Linked DNA regions of Mus musculus: region 2 is linked to region 1. Evidence: chromatin contacts called from public Hi-C data. All regions are on one chromosome and are shown on one strand. The core of a region is the stretch at or near the end of the contact, and the rest is flanking DNA. Distances in the headings are between cores, read along the strand shown.

The links. Hi-C and Micro-C count contacts between places; a contact is called where the count stands out from the background.
Region 2: a Hi-C map of muscle stem cells shows a contact between it and region 1, with 2.5 times the contacts expected there. The contact joins the promoter of Pmp22 here to the promoter of Ubb in region 1. A contact is called at or near these places in 1 of 484 Hi-C or Micro-C datasets (muscle stem cells) and 1 of 115 datasets of contacts at active chromatin or transcription factors (bone marrow-derived macrophages).

What each region holds. Positions count from the first base shown.
Region 1 is chr11:62,549,866-62,552,695 of GRCm38.p6, reverse strand. It overlaps Ubb (ubiquitin B), which reads right to left and starts at 1,525. Exons shown (of 2, transcript NM_011664.4): 1 at 1,101-1,525; 2 at 1-556. The coding sequence starts at 550.
Region 2 is chr11:63,130,092-63,132,863 of GRCm38.p6, reverse strand. It overlaps Pmp22 (peripheral myelin protein 22), which reads right to left and starts at 1,407. Exons shown (of 5, transcript NM_008885.3): 1 at 1,210-1,407.

The sequences.
Region 1 (2,830 bases), core at 276-2,775:
CCTGGATCTTGGCCTTCACGTTCTCGATGGTGTCACTGGGCTCCACCTCCAGGGTGATGGTCTTGCCAGTCAGGGTCTTCACGAAGATCTGCATGCCACCCCTCAGACGGAGGACCAGGTGCAGGGTTGACTCTTTCTGGATGTTGTAATCAGAGAGGGTGCGGCCATCTTCCAGCTGCTTGCCGGCAAAGATCAGCCTCTGCTGGTCAGGGGGGATGCCCTCTTTATCCTGGATCTTGGCCTTCACGTTCTCGATGGTGTCACTGGGCTCCACCTCCAGGGTGATGGTCTTGCCGGTCAGGGTCTTCACGAAGATCTGCATGCCACCTCTCAGGCGAAGGACCAGGTGCAGGGTTGACTCCTTCTGGATGTTGTAATCAGAGAGGGTGCGGCCATCTTCCAGCTGCTTGCCGGCAAAGATCAGCCTCTGCTGGTCAGGGGGGATGCCCTCTTTATCCTGGATCTTGGCCTTCACGTTCTCGATGGTGTCACTGGGCTCCACCTCTAGGGTGATGGTCTTGCCGGTCAGGGTCTTCACGAAGATCTGCATTTTGACCTTGAATTTAAAAGGTAAAAATTTAAAAGCCTACTAAAATCTTCGATTCCCTACAAAATACTTCTACTCAAAACTCCTCCCCTTTTTGTCATAACATAAAACCTGTTTTGTCATGGTTTCAAACTGCTAAACCTTTCCAAAACACTAAACTGGCATTTGGAACATTCATCAACTGCGGGGCATCCAAGTTCGCTAACAATAGACATGATAAATTGAAAATAAAAAATATCCAGACCAGAAGCCATCGATAAAAATTCAAGTAATAAACAATGCCCGAGTGAGAAGTACCTCTTTTCTGCCTCCCCCCACTGAAATAACCACGATGGACTCTCCATCGGTTAAGCGTCCGTTAAGCTCCCTGGCGCGCGCGCCAGGGCCGCCCCCGCTCCGCGCACGCGACCAAGGCCCACTCTTCCCGGAAGGCCCGTTGCCGCGTCACGTCACCTCGCTCCCCTCCCCCACCCCAAGAAAAAAAAGGCCCGCTTAGCACCACGTAAGCCCCCTCTCTAAATCCTCCCATGATTCAAACGCCGTAGACAAATACCTGTTAACAAATGTGATGAAAGCACAAACCGCCCAGCGCGTCGAAACACCCTCACAGAAAGACCGCCGAACCGGACAAAGCCTCTCGTCACTGAGCTCAGTGGCCGCGCGAGCCGCTATTTATGCAGCGTCTGTTGCGTGACTGCTCACTCCTACGTAGCTGTTGTCTTCCTGCGCCACCGAAAGTAGTTCCGCGGGCCCCCACCTCCCCCAGACCAATTAGGCGTTTTTGCCGAGCTCCCGATTCTTCAGAACCAAAGAAAAGAGTACTACCAAACGAGAGACACTGTATTCCCGGCGTCTCGTCTCCTCTCGTGCAAAAAATTGAAAAAATCATCACGCGGATGAATCCAAGTTAAAGGGCCCTCCCTCGAAAGCTCTGGAAACCTCCTTGCGGCGCCAGCGCTGATTGGTGAGGAGTCAAAGATGAGGCCGACGCTGATTGGTGGAGGTCGCGGGCCGCTCGATTGTTGCTGGGCTCGGTTCTCGGGCAGTTTAACGTCGACGTTGCTAAGTAACCGAGTGCGCATGTGCGGGCGCTCGCCTTAGCGAAATACTGATGTTTCCTGCTTGAGGTGGGGGAGGGGCGTCTTCTCTTCCCGCGTCCGGAACCCCGCGTCCCGAGTTCCCCGTGGTTCTCTCGCACCCATCGCTCGGCGGCTTTACGCCACAGGGTGAATTGCGACCTCACCCTGCTCCCCCTGGCTGGACTCTAGCTTCGCCCAGGCCCCCTCCAGTATGAGCATTGATGCTTCCGTAGCCAGTGTTTTTAGTTGTTTTGTCTTGTGGCTTAGCCGCCCACGGGCCCAGATGTGGGTGGGAGTGGGGTGGCTGCCGGGCTGGAAGCTGAGGATTTAGCCAGAGACCCAGCCCAGAGCCCGGCCGGACTTACAGATTCTCTCCCTCCCCAGCAATCTACAAACAAAGGAAGGAAAGAGGAGAAATGCCTATTAGACTCAGTACCCGGGGTTCACCCACCTCTCCCATTGGGATGTCTATTGTGCAAAGGAAGGGAAGGGGCCCGTTAATCCTAGAACCTCAACCTCAGGACTAGGTTCTGAGGTTTTGGGTGTGGTTGCTTTTCCCTCATCGAGATCAACAAGGAAGGAGCAGAACTGCTCGGATTGCTTTGTCATGCGGAGTCACGAGGATGGCCATGTAAACAGTTTTGTTTGCATAGGCTACCGGCTTCCGTACAGTAAGAAGTCTAGCTACGCTAACAGATTAAACTTCACTCTGTAAAGGTTTACGAGTTATTACCATATTACTGAAGGAAACGTTAGGAACATAGCTGGTTTGCCTAGCATGAACCAAAAGCTCCAGTTTGATTCCCCAGCCCAAAGTCTGCTTTCTAGAATAAAGAGCAGGTAGAATTTTATTTGAAGTGAATTGAAATTCAGAAAATGTCTCCTTTGCATAGTATTTTATTTTTATTAGGAAGCATGAGTCGGACCTTGTTTCAACAAGCAGAGTATGTCTGAGTCAGACATTTTGAGGCACAGACTCAGCCAGAGTGCTGATCTTATGATTGATGCGATGACTTCATTGGGGTAAGTTCCAGCAATTGCCAGACGGGTTATTGCTTCCTAGTTTGTTTTGTTTTCAAAGTAGATCGTTTGGTGACTTCAACCCAGTAATAATATTTCAAAAGAATGGCATCTGGACAAGATAGATTTTTTTTTCCGTAGCATAGTTTTTGTTGCTTGTGCTGTGTTCACCCCTAGCCCCACC
Region 2 (2,772 bases), core at 158-2,657, 580 kb before region 1:
CTTGGGAGGCTACCGAGGCCACGTCCCTGACCCAGTCACAGGGTGGATTCCCCCCGAGACTGGAGGCTCAGCGGGCGGCGCCAGGCTCACAGCCAGAGGCCTGGGGTCGCCCGCCACCCGAGGCTGGTTTCCCAGACCCCAGCGCGCCCCGCGTTCCGTTACTTGCCTCCAAGTTTCCACCCGTTTTTGCCAGCGGAGAGCAGCCGCCCCGCCCCCGGCTCGGCCTAGATGCTGGCGGCTGGGGGAGCGGGAGAGCAGGCGGGCTGGAGGATTGCCCGGCTCCGGAGCTTCCCGCGCGCAGGGTTCCGCGCCTTCCCTGCGCCCCGGGGGGTGAAGAGCCTTCAGCCCCGCCAGCTCCACAGGCACCCCCTGGACGGCCCCAAGGAGAGCTAGGCTGAGCCCGCCGCACTTGCGGACCCCTGTCCAAAGCCCCATCCCGAATAGATGCGCCAGGGGCCCTATCCCTTGGTTGCTGCTGACTGGAGGGAAGGAGACAGTGCGTAAAGAGGCTGATTGAGTCTGAGAATTCTCGCAAGTCAGAGCAGGCAAGACGTGTTTCCAAGGTCCGAAGATACTATCTCCTACCCTACCTCCCCCTCCACTTCAGACTTTAGGGAGCTAAAACTTGGGTGACCTGATAGTGAATGTGTACAGCCGTGAAAATCTGGCTGCAGCTGAGTGAACCAGTTAAGGATAGAACCTTAGACCAAGGAGACTTCTAAATTAGTTTTGACAAGTATTCTATCCCAGACACGTCCATTTTCCTCCCAAGGAACACATCAAAGACAAAAAGCCAGGAATGCACTGAAGATATAAGCAAGATTTTCCCCATGATTTCCAGAAAATTCAAATTTCATTGGATGGCTTCAAGTAGCAGAGACCAAGAACACCATAGGGCCTGCGGCTAGAACCCGAAGGACCAGAGACTCGTGTATTTTAACAGTACATCCTCTGGAAAGAATCACAAGGCCGCCCCAGCAACCCTCTATCCAGACACCGCCACCACCCTGGTCTGGACGATGCAGAGGCAGTCCTAGGTGTGTCCCTCCGGTAGGCTAGGATGTAGGAAGGGGTCTCCACGTTCTTGTCACAAGGCGGCCCTATGGAGGGTCAGAGCCCCGTCCCCGCTTTAGGCATAGCATTTCCAGATGATGCCCAGCTTTATGCCCCCCACCACCACCACCTTCTTCACTTTCCCTACCAACTTACTTTCAGTTCAAAGGGACAGCTATCTCAGAGCAGATTAGCCTCAGGCACAAACTCCGGTGCGTCCACTGGGTTGCTGGCGTCCCCAAAGACAGCTGTGCTGCGGGTCAGCGCGCGCGCAAAGCAAGGGGGCAGTGGGAGGCTCCCGGTGTTCCCCTTTAACGGGAACTACGCCCTATTTGCGTCGCTGCAGAAGGGTGTGTCCCAGGGTCAGCGTGTGCGGGAGGGCGGGCCTCCCTGAGGAGAGGGGGCAGGCGGGCGGGCGGGGCGCCGACTGCCAGACAGTTACTTGGACTTAAAGACACCCCCGGAAAAACCAGATCTCTGCAAAACCTCGACTTTTACTTAAAGCTGGAGGACCCTGGGCTTCTCGTCTCTCACCTTCCCTAGATCTGTGGTACTCGGGCCCTGTTGACCAATACATTGCACCTTCGCCCCTGTCCCCTCAGCGCACATGGATAAAGATTGCTAGATTTCGTACCCACCTCCCTGCCTCACTCCCCAAGTGCGCAGTGCTGGGTTCTCGGGAACACTGAAGTGAACTGTGCCCATTCGGGGACTGTGTAGCTGGATCACCTCTCCTACTAGCAGCCAGGACCTCAGGTCTTGGCGCACCTGACCTGCGCTGGGGTCTTAACTGGGCTAGTCTTTAAAACACCCATCCTCGCTATCCCTGTTTGTACCTAGAAAGTATGCTGGTTTACTGGGATTCGGGGTACATATCTAGAGGGCTAGGCTGGGACCCCAATCCAAGAGAGAAGGGAGGGGAGGAAAATCCAAGCTTGACGGACGGATGGACGGACAGACGGACAGAGGGGTGGGGCTCTAGGATCCGGCTCCTCCTAAGCTTGGCAAAACCAGATTTTACAACTGCATATAAGCTCCAGGCGAAGTTTGCCTGAGGCAAGCTGGCCTGGCTCCCAGCCTTGGCTGGAGTCCTGGCCATGGGGGTAGGGGTGAGAGAAGTGGCCATCTGAGGTGCAGGAAGAGCAGCCAGAGAAACTAGCTGATTCATAGGCACTTGAGTGTGGCCGCCCAGAGTTAAGAAGGGAGAGGCTAGCCAGCTCTTCTTGGAGATGTGCCCAACTAACCATCAGGTCACCTGTATTGGCTGACTGAGCAAGGAGCCCGTGTGTTAAAGTCTCTACCTGCATATCCACACCCTCCCTACCTGTTAAGAGCAGTGAGTCATAAAGCCCTGGGAGACTCAGATAGTTCCATATTATTTTGTTTTTTGACAGTAGCCGCTACTTGAGCTAATTGTATATGCTTGCTCATTACATAAAAAAATAAACTTGAAGCATTCTTCAGACAATGATCTTTTAAAATTTCTCATCGGATTAAAAATAAAGAGTATGTGTGACATTTTTATTCAGTTCCCTGCCAATGCCAGGTGTCGTACCTGTGCTTGGCACACAGGAGGCTGAGAGGAGATGCATGGCAGAGGTTGAAGCCAGAGCTCTGCACTCGGTCCACACCTAATCAACTAGTGCTCCTGTCGTGAGCATTCATTGAGCATTCAATGTTTTCCTCTGGGAAGAACGGCCGCTGCCTACACCGAAGGGC